3 separate regions of the Mus musculus genome follow, and regions 1 and 3 are each linked to region 2. The links are chromatin contacts, called in public Hi-C maps. All regions are on one chromosome and are shown on one strand. The core of a region is the stretch at or near the end of the contact, and the rest is flanking DNA. Distances in the headings are between cores, read along the strand shown. Region 1 has its middle 27 kb from the start of Has2. Region 2 has its middle 75 kb from the start of Gm41326. Region 3 has its middle 52 kb from the start of Gm38516.

Region 1 (3,437 bases), core at 334-2,833, 390 kb before region 2:
AATTCCTGAATATGGATATTTAATCCATAAATTGGCCAGAAAGACTATGTCCTGTTCCTTTAATGGGATTCAAGTCTGTATATATAGAGAATGAAGAAACTGAGGAAGAAACCAATGGGTTAAGTTTTAAGGCAAAATAGTTGGTTGTGAAACAGTTTGTCTGTATTCAAGAGAAAACCCATCATAGCTTAGAGGGTACACATTTCTTTGTCTCATTTCAAATTCCCTGGCAGTTACACAGCATTCGATCCGACAAACCATTTCCACTAAGTTTATGGTCTTCAAGTTCGTGTTACTACTTTGCTATTGTTAGCACATGGTTCCCATTGTCAAAGACATCAATCATGAGGTCCAAGATGGTGCTTGGATATCTCCTATCACATCTACCCAGTAATCTGCCTCAAGGAGGGCTGTGCGAGGGTTAAGAAAGAGAAGGAGAGTGTAGGCAGAACCTATAGACTGACTAAATTACTTACTTCATTTTGACCACAAGTGAATCAGATGGTGTTATGGTTTAAAAACAAAATGTTCCCACAATCTGTTGTCTGGGGGTTTGGGACTCTGGTGGGGCACAATGAACCTTAAGGACATGAATTCTTTCGCAGAACTAACTCCTTAGTAGTGAGCCTTGGAAAGCTGCTCTGGAAGACTATAGCCAGGCCCTGTTTCCTTACTATTCTTTCTGATTCTTGGTAAACGTGAGTACAAACAACTTCTACCACACACTCATTCTGTCATAAATGAGCTACTTACTAACATGGCCTTCATATTGTAACCCTCCAGTTGTTACCTCTACTGACATATGCTACCACCACCAGCCTGTGGAAAATCTTTTTGTCACTTCTATCAGGTATTTTGTCACAGAAACAGAAAAGCCACTGATACATATGGTGATAATCTAGTTACAAGGGACTTTTTGTGGGCAAGGGTAGTAGTACTCTGCAAGTAATGATAGCAAACATCAAACTGGAATTTGATCATTAGGAAAGAGAGTCTGGATATCAGTTAGCAATGGACATTCTTGGCTACATTAGCATATCCTGTGGGTATCCAGATTCGGGAGCATAAACCCACATTTGAGAAGCCACAGAAGGATTGCATGAGGAAATGATACCAGAACTCAGCCAAATATGCCCTGATTTAGAAACTCACACATATATGCGTGTCTTCCCTACAAGACTTCGGTGTCTCAGACAGTCTGCCCTCTTTGTGATCTATAACCCTTCAAAGGGGAGCAAAGGGGAGCAGACTGTTAAGGCATTTTTGGTGGGTTGAGATGAAAGTAATAGTTTTGTTTTTTTTTAATTGGATGACAGGAAAGTGTGTCATCTTTGTGAACAATTTCACTGTCTTGGATGTTGGGAAAAACTAGCCTCAAGATTGTATCACAATAGCAGTCTACACAAATACTTCCTTGAGGCATCTGTCACCTTGTAACCTTTAACATTTGTCTTGCTAATGGCTCATACTCCTTTTACTCATCTCACTGTGTAGGGCTTTCCTCATGTCTATTCCCATTCTAACCTCTATCATAGAAATCTTAGGTCTGCCTTGAGTTGTAAGCCAAGCCAACTTCCAAGCATGGATCACAGCTAGATCATAGGCGTTACGTAGGTAAGGAACAATGACTCAGGGATGCAGAGACCATGACTTACATCCTTTCTTTCCAATTCTAATATCAAATGGCTATAAAAACCAACATTTAGACATAAATCATTGCAATGGCTGTTTCTCAGATGAGTCATATTAACCATTTCTGAATTTATGGAGTTAACTAAAATTGAACATTTATCTGGCTTCCTAAGGGAACCTAAAATGTGAGACAAATCCCAACAGCTAGAGAAAACATGAGAGAAGCTGTTACTCATACCTTCTCTTACTTCATCCTGTTTGTTTGAGCTGCTTCGAGATTACTGAAATACAGAGAAGTGAAACCCAAGCCTCCATAGTTATTTACCTTCCTGTTGGCTTTTGTTTTTAATTGCTGAGAAGTGGCTCTATGTAGGTATTAATGATGCCAAGGCTGATGGAAACTTCCTTGGCTGTTACAAGAATAACAGTGAGCCTGGATATCACTAGGACTTGATCCTCTGTAAACCTAGATTCTATCTTATCCCCAGGAAATGTTGTCTCTTTCCCTATTCCAGCTTGGAGACAGAGACAAGTGTACTACCAGTCGCTTCACTTCATTGCTTCTGAATTATCAGTTGAGTGTGGATGAGAAAAACCAGGCTTCAAGTTCTGCCTGGTTGCCATGGAGAGGCATTTTCAAGTGCAGATTTCCCAGGAGCCCTACAGTGTGCCCTCAAGTGCTTCACAACGGATGAGAACTTTAGGAGATTTCCTTATCTTTTGGGAATAAGAGATAACTGTCTCTGTTACGTTTCTGGGTTCCACATGTGATGATTTGTGGGGAAGTGACGAAGTCAGGTGGCCAATCTCACTGTTTAGGACAGTAGAACTACCAAACAGGACACACTGATAAGTTCATGATGTTAAGTCAACTAAAGATACTATGAGTGTGCTGTTTCTCTCTGTCAATGGGGATACTGTGAACACTGAAACTCAGGAAAGAGAAAACTTTAAGAGATAGATGTTCCTTTCTTCAGACAGGTTTCCAGAAATTTTCATTTAGGAATCTAAAATCTGGTATATTCATTAGTCCTATAAGACATAGAAACTGGTGTCTACCATCCTATCACAAAGCTTAAAGTACCCCAAATTTTGAGGCCACAATTATGTTACAAGGGATGATACCAAGACAAAGGAGGTAATGTCTTCAGATGTGGAGATGTTGGATAAAGATCTGACATCTACTTTGGTATCTCTGTAAAACCAGTAGTTCATTAACAGTATTGGCATACACAAAGCTATATGCTAACTCAGACAAACGTTTATTTGTTTTTTAATGGGATGACTCATGGCCTACTAGTTTCCCATGATAAAGTGATCAGTCAAATGAACAAAAATGATTTAGTAAAAAGAATGAGTTTAAATTAACTCTCTAAGGCTCCTCTCTATCATGTATAGAATAGAAGATGGGATAAGGTGGGGAAATGGGGAGATTGCTCATCAGGTAAAGGTGCTTGCCACCAAGCCCAATGACCTTATTTCAATCCTCAGGACATGTGGCAGAAGGAAACAACCAACTATCTTGGATTGTCCTCTGATTTGCACTCATGTGCTATCACACACACACACACACACACACACACACACTCGACAAAATTTATGAATAAATATAATACAAAACATCTTAAGAATTTGGCAGTTGATAAAACAATTCCAGATCATGTTTGCTGAGAAATAACTGCCTGTTTGACTCTGTATATGTTAAGTAACAGCACTCATGATCAATGCTGTCATTGCATATTGATAGCAAGACAAATCAATAACTTTAAATTGAGAGTGGAACTCATCTCTGCATGGATCACAGA
Region 2 (3,592 bases), core at 886-3,385:
TGGATACAGTACTGTCTTTAAATACACTTTATGAAGAAATTTATTGATTACTGTGGTTAGTGGCTTTCAAGACCTGTAAACCTCTGAAGGGCTTCTAGCATCAACATTTGGACTTAACACTAAAATAACTCATCATAGAAGCCTTTTGACTATCACACACACACACACACACACACACACACACACACACACACATGCAAACACACCACCCCACACACATGCATAAAAAGAAACACCCAAGCACAGACACAAATTAACATACAAGGATGCACACTAACAGACACAAATGCATGCATGCATGCGCACAGGTATGCACACACGTAGCAGAAAAAGAAAGAGACAAGTTTGCCTGAAACTCATCTAAAAGCCTAGTTCATGATTCCCTGGAAGAATTAACCAGGTTCAGCACATGCCTGCTTACTGCTCTCACCCTCAGTCCAGGGGCTCCCTCTGGTGGTCACCATGTACAAAGATGCGCAACAAAATCACAACCTGTGAAAGAAACTCAACATATCAAGGGAACTTCGAAGCAGGTAGGGAGGCTGAAGCATAACAGAAAAGGAAGTCCGTGGCAGTTGGGCTTGGTAGACTTCAGTAAAGGCTGTGGAGGAGCAAGAAGTAGGGGTAAGACCAGTTCATGCTGATAAGAAGTTCAAAGCCTAGACACTTGATCCAGCTTTTTCTATCTCCCACACACATGCTGCAGACGGGGCTTTGCTCCCAACAATCAACAGGCTGACCGCTGACCACTGTCTATGATGAGACTTGAAAATCTATAGGTGGAACAACATTATGAACTAACCAGTACCCCGGAGCTCTTGACTCTAGCTGCATATGTATCAAAAGATGGCCTAGTCGGCCATCTCTGGAAAGAGAGGCCCATTGGACACGCAAACTGTATATGCCCCAGTACAGGGGAACGCCAGGGCCAAAAAAAAAAAAAAAAAAAAAAAAAAATGGGAATGGATGGGTAGGGAAGTGGGGGGGGGAGGGTATGGGGGACTTTTGGGATAGCATTGGAAATGTAATTGAGGAAAATATGTAAATAAAAATAAATAAATAAATAAAAGACAAAAAAAAAGAAAAAAGGAAAAAAGAAAAAAGAAAATCTAAAACAGTGGTTTTCTTTTCTCTAGTCTGTCATAAATTCCAATATATATATATATATATATATATATATATATATATATATATATATATACTGGAGCAATGAGGTCTAAATCCTTCTTGACAAACACAGGACACCTCTGAGACTTTTTCCTGTCATCTACACCCAAGATCCTCTTATATGAAGTCATCTCTCTGTCTAAGAGTCCTAAACAGTCTGTAAGTGAGCTCATCTTCAACACTCTTTACATAGTACAGTTGTGGGCCTTAAATACATTATTAAAGAAGTGATCTTTGCAGACAATGGAGCAGGGGATGGGGCACAGATAGTGAAATAATTCTATTCCTACACTCAAATAGTGGTTTCCTAGAAAAATAAAGCTAATTTTTGGAGGGCAGAAACATTGAGTAGGGTATATCATCTGCATGAAAATGTTCACTGCAGGAAATGGATGCTTCCATGGGTTGCAGAGGTAGTTAGCTTTGTCACTGAACCAATGTCATCATATCCTTGCCTTAATTTAACCCTATTAACTAGAAGAAAACCACGTGACAAAGCCTTGGGCTTAAAGGTGGGGCAAGATTTCTCTGAATGCCCTTTCTAAGAACTCAAACCCTTCCAAATTACAAGGGTCTCAAGAACTCAGCCATGCTTTGACGTTAACCAAACTTTCAAATGATTTTGAGGGGAGGAAAGCAGAAAGGAGGGGTATATTTTGGGGTCAGATAAATCAAAGCACATTTGGCCAGACACTGCCCCCCTTCATTTCCCAGCACATGTGGATTTCCAGGGAAATTGAATCCATGTGTTCCTGATTCATTTACATTTAACTCTTCAAAATGCTTTGTAAGCCCTCCAAGAAGCCTTCAGCATATTGAGCGAGGGAGCTGAACCTTGTTAGCCATACAAGCACCTAAAATGTTGAATGAATGGGACTAGCTTTTAAGGACAATGAAGGAAGGTCAAGAGCTTCAAGAATCTAGTATATCCCCCTTAATTTCTGAGCTCCAACTGCCTGCCTTGAATGAGATGTACATAGAATAAGTATAATTGTATGTGGGAAACCATTGAGCCAGGAGTCGCCTGCCTTAACAGTTGCCTATGCACAAACTGATTCCTGGACACTGGAGGAAGATTTGTGTTCCCCAATAGTTTCTTTCTTCCTCTTTCTTCCCCTTCTTTCCTGAAGTTACAGTGCTGCCTGCCACCACTGCCCCTGCATCTCTGATAAGAATTGATGAGACCCTGGGGAGTGTGGGAAGTCTCTGGCTTCAGCCACTTGGCAGGAGCTCCACACAGACTCTGATCTTCCTCCACATGCTGGAAATCCCTAGAAATCCTTTGACAGAGAGGAGGTTCAGAAGGGCAGTCTTCCTGTTCGCATGTCTATTCAAAGAAAACCAGCATAAATATAGGAGAAAAAAAATGAGACTGGCCACCACACTGAATACTTCAACAAAGCACCAGCCTTCATAAGAACATACTTCCTGTGGGGTATAGAAACATCTCTGTTCACCCACTTTCCTCATCCCACACGTCTGAACGCAGTCACAAGAGGATCTAGGCCATCTTCAAATAGCAAAAGTGATTTTTGCAAAAATTTAAACACCCTTTATTATCTGATAATAGTTCATGTGCCTAACTCACAAACAGGACTGGTTTCTGAAAGATAAAATGCCAGAATCCAGATAGAAATATTATTATTTCTCCCCATCTTTTCAGATGCTCTGTACCTACAATGTACTCACTAGCCTGGGCTATGAGCAAACATTTCTGAGAGTATTTAGTTTTATTATACCAAAGTGTTTTATAACATGAAAAACATTGCTACCAACTCCTGAGGCAACTGTTCATTAATTAACCCAGGTAATTTTTCACTCAATAAGCCATAAGGACTCTTTTAGAGTTTAAACCCCATGAGGATTCTTTCCATTTTAGTACTAGAATTCACCACCATGTAGATGCTCAAAAATATTCTAAATTTCTTAAAGAGGTTATACCATATGCTGGCTGTAGTCTGTAAAACTGCACCCATGGTCCAGAATTAATAAACCAGGCATAGACTCTTAGGATCTCCACCTTGCATAGGAAGAAGTGGAAGTCTAGAAACAATAAGCCTTTGAGGCTAATAAGAGTGGAAGCTCAGGCTTGAACTTAGGTTGCCTCATTAGATTAACCTCTGTTCTAAGAAAGCTCAGAATGTGAGCTTTATTCTTAATTAGATGATTTCAACTTGGACCATAGAAGGGCCTGACTAATGTCTGTAAGCAGTCACCTCAGTGATGGCAAGCAATTCTTTTTGATCTTCCTGGGATGAAATCACCTCTGCAGACATCCATCCACAAACATGCACTAGCCATTTGCAGAGTACTGATATTGATAAAGCTAAATGCATGCATCAATGCAAGATGAATCATTTATCTAAATATTGATCTAATATTCTAATATGTAAATAATTCAATGACTATAAAATCAAAGCTCCCA
Region 3 (3,265 bases), core at 311-2,810, 480 kb before region 2:
AGCAATGTCACTTACATGTTTTTATAGTTGATCAAAAAGAAGACATTCAGCATTTCTTTGACATGAAATTTTTATGTATATTTAATTGTAGTACTGGTGGTAGAATATACCAACTTATCATCTCTAGTTCTTCATTTATTTATTACTAGACCTCAGCCACAGTTTCTTCTACCTTCACTCTATGCCTATAGGATGTACTATATGCAGTCATGCACTTGATTTTAATGACTCAGAGATCTGTAGATAGGTGTTGTACTTTATAACTTATTGGATATATATAACAAAGAGTTTTCAAAGAAATTGGATGCATTTAATTATACAACAGAGAGAGAGAGAGAGAGAGAGAGAGAGAGAGAGAGAGAGAGAGAGACCTTAGAGTTCTTTTTCCACCATTCAACTAAAATTACAGTAAGAAAGTTTGAATTTTTCTCATTGGCTAAGAGTGAGATTAAAGACCCTGCTGAATCCATATCAGAATTTGTGATTTTTAGAAAAAGCTCACATTTTTCCCAGTTAGTTTTTGTTGTTGTTGTTGTTGTTTGTTTGTTTGCTCTTTTTTTTTTTCAATTCTGGTCATCCTAGATCCAACTGAATCACTAACTTAAGAAGCAAAGACCTGGAAGCTTCCAGATGCTGTTAATGGCTCATTGTAAGTCCTTTCAGATATAGTAGCTGTCCTTCAAGGGGCATTTGCAGTGAACCGAGTCCCATCTTTCCATTGGCTAAGTCCATAATCCTTGGTGGGCTGGGCGGGTTCAAAAAGAAAGGAGGATGTTTTCTTTCTTCACTGTTTAAATCTCCTGTGAGTAATTCCCCACAGCTGGAAATAAACACCCCCCTTCCCCATGGAGGAAAGAGGTCTCAGAACAGAACGGCCCTCTGTGTTTATCAAACTAAAACAAATCATGCCAGTGGTTCCTTACTTCAACCAAAAGGGAGTCTCCTGGACCTCTTGTGTTTGCGCCTGCAATGGGACAAGCTAATTGTACTCTGGGGTTTAAGGATAGAATAGAATTATTTTGAGTTATCTTTTAAAGATGAAAAGGGATAAAGACAAGAAACAAGCTTGAAATTGCTCTGTGTACACAAACAGCTTCTTTAAAACTATTATAAGATTGTTCAGCACTTAAATAGCTATAATTATAAACCCAAACAATAATTCACAGGGCCAGCTGCCTAATCAGTGGAGTTGTAGTTTTCAGAGCAGACTAAGCATATCATTTCTAAAATAAATGTTATTGTGGAAATAGCCCTGGAGAGCATGTGTCTGCCTAGTGAAAGATGTTGGTTATTTTCAAACGTGCCAAGAATTCCAGTGTCCACTGAAGTACGGGTATAAAATGGCACCTTTAAGATTGTGAAGGATGTATTAAATTTTGGTTTGCAAACAAATCTTTGCTATTCACAATTTTAAAACAGTAAAGTACAGAATTTTCTGGGTTTTAGACTCATCCATTCAGTCTAGCTTGGCAGAGAATGCTGATGGAGCAGTTAAGTGATTTTGCAAAGTCATATATTAGTGGTTGACTTAACTTGCAGACTTCTTTGCATAGTCCTATTACAGTCATCGTAATTACAGTAATTGGATTAATTAGCTCACTCCATGTAAAGCTCCTGGGGTCCATAAGCTTTAGAATGAATAAGCACAGCCTGGCATGTAGCCTAGTTTAGTAAGTGAAAGAGAAAAAGAGAAAGAGGGTTGGGGGAGGGGATAGAACACACAGATGCCGACGAAGGCCAGCACTATAGTAAATAATCATGTGTCTCATTAGTAATTATTTAATTTTTTGTGATGTATTTACTCTGTGTGTTTTGTCTGCCTGTCTGCATGAGCACCACATGTCTTCCTGATGAAGACAGAAGTCAGAGGGCACCTGGAACTAGAATTACAAGATTATGATCTATCATGAAGGGGCTAAGGATCAAATACATCTCTTCTAAAAAAATCAACAAGTGTTCTTAATAGATGAGCCCCTATTTATAATATATTTATGAAATTAATATCTGGATTGAACTCTAGATATCAATGGACAGTGCTAAAACTAACACTTCATTTTCAAACCTATTTATACTCCGGAAGACATTAGTCTTTGGAACTTCTCTTGGCCAGATTGGAGGAAGGGAAGAAGAAAGGGATTCATACATGTTCAAGCCTTCTTTCTCAACTTCTTCAGTGATTTTATTCAAGCTTATTGAAGCTCATGTTTATTCTGCTGTGCTGTCACTTGCACTGACCCACTCCTAAGCATTGCCATGAGTGTTTCTTACAACGGTTTCACAGGTCTCAATCCAGTCCATGGAATCTGGCACAGGGGCAGCTAAAATAGAAAATCACATAACTAATCACCTAAGCTGGATACCTCTGACCCAAAACCTAACCCATCCTTCCTTTGAATGCTTAACCTTTACTGTCTCATTATCTTTGGCATCATAATACATTTCTAATAGAAAAGAACTAACGCTTACAGTTATTGCACATTCCATTAGTATCGATAAGCACTAGCTATTACTAAGCATGCAACATGGGATGCTATGGAGAGATGTTCCATAATTATAGCTTGGTAAGTAATAGTTATGTACAGTGTTAGCATTTCATGTTTTCTACAGAATCCAGTGTCCAATCCTCTTTTCTTAATGATCAAAAAGCAGTTGTGGGGTAAATTAATGAGTGGAATAACATATAAGAAGAAAATAAATAAAATTATTTAAATGTATTATGTCCCAAAATTATAAGCCCAGTCAACTTCCCATTAGAGCACTGTTCTCCAAATGTACACAGTGGAATACAACTCAGCTATTAAAAGCAAAGGCATCATAAATTTTGCAGGTAAATGAATAGAACTAGAAAATATCATCCTAGTGAGATAACCAAGACCCAAAAAGTCATGCGAGTTATGTACTTAGTAGTATTAACCATAAAGTACAGGATAACCATGCTACAAGCCACAGACCCAAAGAAGCCAAATAACAGGAGTGCCCAATAGAGGATGCTTGAATCTTACTCAGAAGGGGAAATAAAGTAAACATCAGGTGGATGGAGGAACTGAATGGGAGAGGGGATGGAAAGGGGAATCAGGCAAGGGGTCAGACATAGGGAGAACAGAGGGAAAGAGAGCAGAAAGCAGCTATGGGCAGGGAGGGGAGGCATCCCTAGGATGTGCTAGAGACCTGGGATGGTCAAAGGCCCCAGGGAGTCTATAGAGGTGACTCTAGCTGAGACTCATAGCTGTGGAGGATATGAAACCTGAAGTGGTTACCTTCTGTA

Evidence for each region. A called contact is a pair of places that touch in the nucleus more often than the background predicts.
Region 1: a contact with region 2 is called in a Hi-C map of the N1E-115 cell line, with 2.3 times the contacts expected there. The contact joins two enhancer-like sites. A contact is called at or near these places in 6 of 484 Hi-C or Micro-C datasets (the F1.1 cell line, the HPC-7 cell line, the N1E-115 cell line and 3 more), 4 of 115 datasets of contacts at active chromatin or transcription factors (the NIH/3T3 cell line, embryonic fibroblasts and embryonic stem cells) and 1 of 9 other capture datasets (embryonic stem cells).
Region 3: a contact with region 2 is called in a Hi-C map of the N1E-115 cell line, with 2.6 times the contacts expected there. The contact joins two enhancer-like sites. A contact is called at or near these places in 1 of 484 Hi-C or Micro-C datasets (the N1E-115 cell line) and 1 of 115 datasets of contacts at active chromatin or transcription factors (astrocytes).

What each region holds. Positions count from the first base shown.
Region 1 is chr15:56,719,642-56,723,078 of GRCm38.p6, reverse strand. No RefSeq gene overlaps it. Among named protein-coding and RNA genes, the nearest start is that of Has2, 27 kb to the right of the region's middle. RefSeq lists an enhancer at 1,408-2,940. Within about 2 kb of position 1,583, at least 30 of the 459 cell types and tissues checked have an H3K27ac peak or open chromatin away from gene starts, as enhancers often do. A contact at or near this core is called in the N1E-115 cell line, where this site is marked.
Region 2 is chr15:56,333,509-56,337,100 of GRCm38.p6, reverse strand. No RefSeq gene overlaps it. Among named protein-coding and RNA genes, the nearest start is that of Gm41326, 75 kb to the left of the region's middle. Within about 2 kb of position 2,135, at least 13 of the 459 cell types and tissues checked have an H3K27ac peak or open chromatin away from gene starts, as enhancers often do. A contact at or near this core is called in the N1E-115 cell line, where this site is marked.
Region 3 is chr15:56,815,931-56,819,195 of GRCm38.p6, reverse strand. No RefSeq gene overlaps it. Among named protein-coding and RNA genes, the nearest start is that of Gm38516, 52 kb to the right of the region's middle. Within about 2 kb of position 1,560, at least 7 of the 459 cell types and tissues checked have an H3K27ac peak or open chromatin away from gene starts, as enhancers often do. A contact at or near this core is called in the N1E-115 cell line, where this site is marked.